Regions from separate parts of the Mus musculus genome. Here region 1 is linked to region 2. A link is a contact called in public Micro-C data. All regions are on one chromosome and are shown on one strand. Each heading gives the region's core, a stretch centred on a gene start, on an enhancer-like site or on the middle of the called end of the contact. The rest is flanking DNA. Distances are from core to core; before and after follow the strand shown.

Region 1 (3,557 bases), core at 766-3,265, 220 kb before region 2:
TTCTCCTCTCCCTTCTCATTATCTTTCTTCTCTTCTCCCTTGTCTTCTTCCTCTTCCTCCTCCTCCTCCTCCTCCCCCTTTCTCTTCTTTTTAATGGCTTATCTATGGTGGAAAAGGCAGTTGATTTTTGTGCTATTGGTGATCGAAGGGCATACAACATCTTAAAGCATCTTGATTCCTACAGAGCAGAAGCTTATGCAGGGGAGCACAGTGGAAACATCAGTTGATCATAGTGTGACCTCTGTCTTCAGTCAGGGCCAGACACTGAGCACTGTAGTGGAAGATAAATATATGAAAGAGTTGGTGAAAGATGCTGTTGTGTGAATAGAGGGTGGTGTTGACAGAAGATTCCCATGTTCAAGGTCTCATACTTAGTTCTGAATGGCCGGGAAGGAGCCCTTCATTGAGTCTGGGATACTGTGCCCATCAATTTCCTCATCTCTGCCACAGTTGCTCTTTGTAGATACAGCTCTCTCTGATCATTGTATAACAAATCCAGTCTAGGTGGTTTTATATGCAAAATATTGTTTTCTTTATAACAAATGCAAAACCTGAGGTATATAGTGTTTACTTTCAAGTTTCATATAGGTTTTTATTTTTTTTGTTAGACTTTGAACTTATGGTCACCTGACTTCCAAGCTTGAGCTTTTAGCCATTTCTGAAGTAAGGTTGTATGACTTTAATAGAAGGGCAGAGTCAAGAGGATTCCTATGTAATGGAAATGGGACTTTCCCAAATCCATATCATTTTATTACATGCAATATAATGATGCAAAGTCTCTCTGGGTGGAGGCCACATTCCACAGATGAGTTAGGTGTGTCATGGGACCATCTTGAGACTACTGCCGTGAAGGAATGTAGAACTCATCCTTGTGTCTAACTTCTTGCCAGGGAGAAAGTGAGAGGCTAGGGAGAAGGAGGTCTTAGTGAAAGCAGCAAGTCTCTTGTCTCTGGACTCTAATAAGATGAGGAAGCCTTCTTCTCCAGAGGCATTTGTCTTACTGACTCTTGAACCAGTGGCTGTAAAGTGTACATGCTTCTCTTCTTACCTTAAGCATCTGGGCTGTGCAGATATCTGTGTTCAGTTTTCTAGCTACAAGAATGTACCCTGCCCCAAGAAGGTCAGACCATGTTTAGGGCATCTGCCCAGGCCTCATTGTTTTATAGTGTTTGAGACCATGGCATTGTGTACTAGTTTAGAAGAGTTCTTTGGTATACTGCCCATCTATCATAGTGCACAATTGTCATTTTTAGTTTTTACTAACTTTTTGTATTAAACCCCACTCATTTTGACATTAGTAAACATATCCAGGTTTTCTTTTGGTTTGTATTATCCCAGTAGATCTTTCTTCATTCATTTAAATTCAATCTCTATTCTGACATTTCAGATGTGTCCATACTATTCTAAAGATTATAGAGGACAATTTGGCTCTTTTAACCCAGTCAGCAATCCTTTTTAGTAGTCTATTTATTCTTGATGGACTTTGATTGTTTTCTATCATTTTCCCTTTCCACTTTGTACCCTGTATTTTCTTTGTGCAGCCTCCCCTCTTCTGTAATCAGTTGTGCCGACTGACTTTTATTGATTGTCTCTGCTGGCTTAGGTGTTATCCATCCCACTCCTATCCTTTTTAATATTCACTTTGAAAAACCTAACTCTCATGCAATGACATCTAGAGCTGCTCAATACATTCACAGTTAGATATTTAAGCAACCATTCCTACTAAGTTTGGCCATTCCTACTAAGTCATTGTTCAGTTGCTCAAAGCTACTTTTCTCCCCCTTTCTGTTGCTGTAGGAGGCAGAATTCTCCATACAGACAAGGAGGTGTGTGTGTGTGTGTGTGTGTGTGTGTGTGTGTGTGTGTGTGTGTGTGTTGGGAGGTCAGGTAGATTTTTTATGGAATGAACTCATAACTTTGGAGGCTGGAATTCCAGAATCTGTAAGAAAGGAATGCCAAGTGTTGGTATCGAGGAAAGTGCTGCAGTTTAATTTCAAGGGCTGTCTGTTGGCAGAATGCCTTCTGCTCTAGGAAGGTCAGTGTTTTTTTCTTAGTCTGCAAGTATTTTGTGGTTAGTATATTGAATGTTCTACCAAACCTCATTTCTTGGAGATTTAGTACACAGTTCATGGTGCTACTGGGACATGCTGTTTAGGAGGTGGCGACTGGTTGAAGAAAGTCACTGGGCACATGTCCACGTAATAGAAACTGCTTCTCTCTCAGCTTCATGTTCTGGATGTCATGAGAAATTTCTTTCTTCCATTAATACTCCTGCTGTGATGGGCTTTCTCACCATGGGCCCAAATGCAATGGAAATAAGCAACTGCAGACAGAAAGTTGGAAAGCATGAGTCAAAAGGAACCCCTTTATCCTAACTTGATTATCCCTCCTATTTAGTTATACCAATGTACAGCTGACCAAAAGGGTTAGCTGAGGCCCACTCAAATCAGGGAAGTAAAGTTGTTTGACTCAAATGTTAATTCCTATAAAAAGGCTCTTATGAAAACACGAGATCTAGTATCCTGGCTCTGCCTTATGTGTGTGTAAAACTAACCATTATAATTACCTATACTAATTATGATTCTCACTACTTTTCTATTTAGGGGTTTACATTTGCTTATATGGTCATAATGTTTCCTCTTGTCCTGGCTAGCTTTGTCAACTTGATGATGAGTTACAATCATTTAGGAAGAGGGGACCTCAACTGAAACAAAACAAAACAAAACAAAACAAAACAAAACAAAACAAAACAAAACATTCCCACCAGATTGGCCTTTGGGCAAGCCCGTGGAGGCATTTTCTTCATTAATGATTGATATGGGATGGTCCAGCCAATTGAAGGAAAGTGCCACCTCTGGGATAGTGGTCCTGAGTTGTATAATTTGTTTAAGAAAGCAAGTTGACAAGCCATGAAAAGCAAGAAATAAGCAGCGTTTCTCTGTCACTGCATCAATTCCTGCCCCTAGGTTCCTGTTTGTGTTCCTGGCCTCAGTTCCCTCAATGGTGGGTTGCAGTGGGGATTAAGCATAATAAACCCTTTCCTCTTTGCTTATGGTCATGGTGTTTTATCACAGCAAAGGGAACCATGACTAAGACACCTTTTAAGTCAGATTCATTCCATTCTCTAGACTTAAAACCCTGGAGAAAAAGAACTATGCCCAGATAGAGATGTTAGAATATGAATATATTGCCATGTATTTAAGCATTAGTGTCACCATAACTAGTAAGACTAAAATGTTTTGGAAATTATTTATGTCTTCAGACTTTTAGGTTGTTAAAATGTCTACTTTCACTGTTTTTTCTTCTTGCCTCCTATCTCACTTCCTCTCTCCCCTCCTTCTTCTCTTTAGAAATACCTTTCACCACCCCCTTTAACCTCTAAATACATACAATCCTCCTTTAACCTCTAAATGCTTAAGATCTCGCTGTATCCGGCATTAACATGGGACAATATTCTACAATTTTATTATTATGAATGAAGACATGGGCATTTTTTGACATGGGCATTTTACTTGTCATATTAAAACCATACTTACCTAAGAATCAATTATTTTTGA
Region 2 (3,831 bases), core at 285-2,784:
CAGAAATTAATACTATCAGACTAAATTAATATTAGAAAAGGGGTATTTCTTGACCAGTAACATCTTCTGTACAGGAATAGAAAATACAGTAGACATTGTCACTGCGGTGCAAGTCAGATACATAATGCTAGTTTGCATCTGATATCCTGCTTTTATTTCATTTTCTTCAGTGTGGTCATCAAGCACTAAAGGACTTGAGAATATAAGCTGTATAAAGTGGACTGTCTTAGGAACAAGGTTAATATTCTTCCTCCTGGACTTGCCCCATACCACCTCAGACTCCTCAGCCCTCCCAAGGAGTTTAGGATGTAGTAGAAAGTCACATAAAATTTCCAATCTGAACACTGAGCATATGTATTGTTAAAACATTGGTTGATAGCCACAACTGGCTTCTTGCTATTCTTTGAAAATATCTATGTAGAAGATTATCCTATTTTCCATATGTTCTGTGCTAGTCCAGCTTCTCCACAGACATGGAGACAACAAGATATACATAGCAGTCGATTTGTCAAAGAGGCTTGTTGCGTGCAATTCTGCAGTCTGAGAGGTTTCAGATCTGTAGTTAAAGACAAATGTAATGCCACATTTCAGTAATCTGTGCATTTGGGAAGCCAAGGCAAGAGGATTACCAAAACTTTGAAAATAGCGTGGGCTTCCAAGGAAGACATTTTCTTATAAATGGACAAAAACAAAATCAAAACAAAAAACAAACAAACCTAGAGTCTGCAGACTGGAGACAGTGACGTGGTTTCACATCTGAGTGTAAAGCCCTAAAACCCATGAGAGCTCAGGATATAATATCATGTCTGAGTCAGAGTCTAAGAGACGCAACTGATGCTGCAGCTTACAGATGGAGCTCTGGAGTTCTTTTTGCTCACCTATTCATCCAGGCTTTCAGTAGGCCAGATGAATCTTCTCTGAAGACTGCTTTATTGCTTTTGGGGGTCTACAGATCCAAATGTTAATTTCATCCAGAACTGACCTCCCAGACACAACTAGAAGAATATTTTCACCAAATCTGAGCACCTCAAGGCTCAGTGTCACAAACATCCAATCATCTCAGCTACTCTTTGCTTTGTGCTTACTTTTATGCTTTAGAGAATGCAAAAATCCCTCTCTGCAAGCATCTCAACCTGAAGCATTGGTTCCCACTTGCAAACTGTGAGTTATGATGTGCGTGTTAAGGTCATCACAAGAGCTTACTGTGGTCAGAAGAAATTGTTTAAACCAAGCACAGTCTTCATGTGCCTTATAAAAATGAAGTGTAGATAGATTTCATAATTTGAGCAATATGAAATTTATACTACTTTTTCTAAATCTTAGTCATAGGCTTAGAAAATACATTGCACATTTATTTCAAAGTCTAAACAATGATAGCTAAAGCAAGAAGTCCCCAGAGATGACCAGTCTGACCAACAAAATAAAAATTCCTCTGACTAATCTGTTCACGTTAAAGTGGTGCACAGTGTATCTCTGGTGGGCTTGGTTCATTAGGATAAATGTAACATGAGCTCAGTGATGGTAGAGGCAAGAGTGAACAAGACATGAGTAAGCGTGTCCTCACAATTAATAATAACGGAGCCACAAGAACACCCCGTGCTGGGAGACTCCTTTCCCTCTCATGACTCATTTGTCAGAGATTTCCTTTGTTTGCTACTTTTCTCAAATAGCATTTCCTCTCACCAAAGAAGACACTCTAGTTCTTTGGGTTGATCTGTTGCTTTTGTTTAGTGACCAGGACTGGGCCCTTTAAATAGTGAGCCTCCTAGTGATGGTAGAAGTGACGAAAGATGGACTAAAAGATCAGGAAAAGGGATGCTGTATCAGACAGAGATGTTTTTGTTCTTTTGTTCTTATGTTTATAAGCCCAAAACATTAAATGTCTAAATTTTTAACTTTCCTTTATCCTTCAAGAATTCAGTGGAGTAAGACAAGACCTAAAGTTAGTATATATTAGAAATATCATGTACAACCAAAATTATCCTGTAAAGTATTTTTAAAATTATTTTTATTTTGTGTATATGAGTGTATATTACTGTATTACAAAACATTTTGAAAGTCTTGGTTGGCCTTGGTACTGTCTGATATGAGGATGTGTTAACCATGGTTTTCTGAGTATCTCCTTGTCATCTTTCCTTACCCCTCAGCTTGTGTTTGTTGAATAAAATAGAATCTGGGGTTGTGAGGCAATTTTCTTCCACGAGTTTTTGCTTTTATGTAAATTCAGACAATAATAAAACTGCAATGATAGGATAAAACTCCCCAGTGGTAGATTTTAATATTTGCCTTATTTTTTCTTGATTTCTCATTCCTGTGGTTTTGAGTATATTCATAAACAATGTGTACCCTTGTTTGTGTATGTATCATATTATGTCTGAGAGTGATCCAATCAGTGATCCCCTAAATGATGACTTGGTCCAGAAAAAAACGCATCCTAGCAACAGTGAAGAATAAAAGATCTTTGGCACATGTCTAGTAAGGATGCTATTTGGGTTTACTTAGGAAAATCTTCACTAAACCAAAATAAAATATGTCTTTTTCTAATTTACATTACTAATGTGCTATTACACTCTCTTGGCTTTTTTTAAACATACAGATGTGAATGGCATGTATGATCTCATGAATAATTCAAAGACCCACTGTGAGTTCTTGCCCCTGGATTCTATTGTTCCCCAGCCAAGGACGATGACTTTCAGTTTTGCTGGAGCTGGAAGATCCTCAAAGGCAATTTTATTATTATTATTATTAATATTGCTACAAGTGATTATTGTGATTATAAATGATTTTTTACCAGCAATTATTAAGATCTTGCATTGTATAGTCTTCAAACATCAAGACACATCTCACACATTTCAAAATGTAAATTACTCCATCGTAATATGTGTTTGGCTGTGGGGTTGCTTACTAAGTCGCTGCCTTGTGAAGAGTTAAATGCTTTTAATGATTTGGAGCTTTGCAGTGACTCAATACGTAGATTATACTCTCTTTAACAATATGTTCCAGGTCACAGAAAACAATAAAGCCTGTGAGAACAGAGTAGAGAACCACCAAGGAAGATAGATCAGTCAGGCCCAATTGTCATCTCCTGAATACCACTGCCAGCTGCTGTACTAAGGGTTTGTGGTATGATTTGAGCATGGCTTCCAAATTGTAGTAAATTTGACTAATCCCTTGGATTGCCATTGTTTACAAAACACACTGACTTACTTAAGTCAGCACATCTCATCCCTCAAAAAGCTTTCTTCTTTTCTGACGTGTGTCAGAAATAAGTAGTAAGATGATGAGCAACTGTTTCACAGTTCATGGGAAGCCATTGTTTCAAAGGAGTGCCTAGGGAAGGCCAGGGAGCCAGCTATGTGCATTTATCATTTATGTTGTGTGGATTTTGGGCACAGAAATAAACATACCTCAACAAATACTTGTAACTAGACAAAAATGACTCTTGTGAATATTGCACAGGGCCAGCATGCTGTACAAGCAGACTTATAATAAAATACATGAAAATAGAAAATGCATGTCCTGCTTCTGGGTCTCTGGGGTACCAGTGCTCTACCCTCACAGCCTTGGGTGAATTACCTATGGGACTGAGGGGGGGGGGGGAACCCGCCATTCACAGAGTTCTTTTTTAAGTCAAATGTTTAGCAAGCTCTGTCACATCTTCTGCACAGTGGCCATTATTATTTGGGGAAAACAAAACACACGACCATTGAGTGATGCATCAGATTCCAAAAGCTTGGCAAGTGGATGAGCATGGCTCCTGTGCTGGTTAATGTTATGGGCTTAACTTGAGATGCTGAGTTCCATATCTTCCATCCTGGATCTATAATATAT

Evidence for each region. A called contact is a pair of places that touch in the nucleus more often than the background predicts.
Region 1: a contact with region 2 is called in a Micro-C map of granulosa cells, with 1.9 times the contacts expected there. The contact joins two enhancer-like sites. A contact is called at or near these places in 1 of 15 datasets of contacts at CTCF or cohesin (the NIH/3T3 cell line), 7 of 484 Hi-C or Micro-C datasets (3T3-L1-derived adipocytes, Sertoli cells, granulosa cells and 2 more) and 1 of 115 datasets of contacts at active chromatin or transcription factors (embryonic fibroblasts).

The regions. Positions count from the first base shown.
Region 1 is chr13:90,737,204-90,740,760 of GRCm38.p6, reverse strand. No RefSeq gene overlaps it. Among named protein-coding and RNA genes, the nearest start is that of Atp6ap1l, 170 kb to the left of the region's middle. Within about 2 kb of position 2,015, at least 9 of the 459 cell types and tissues checked have an H3K27ac peak or open chromatin away from gene starts, as enhancers often do. A contact at or near this core is called in granulosa cells, where this site is marked.
Region 2 is chr13:90,511,789-90,515,619 of GRCm38.p6, reverse strand. All of the region lies in intron 1 of Gm35111 (a long non-coding RNA gene), which reads left to right. Among named protein-coding and RNA genes, the nearest start is that of Gm35111, 35 kb to the left of the region's middle. Within about 2 kb of position 1,534, at least 62 of the 459 cell types and tissues checked have an H3K27ac peak or open chromatin away from gene starts, as enhancers often do. A contact at or near this core is called in granulosa cells, where this site is marked.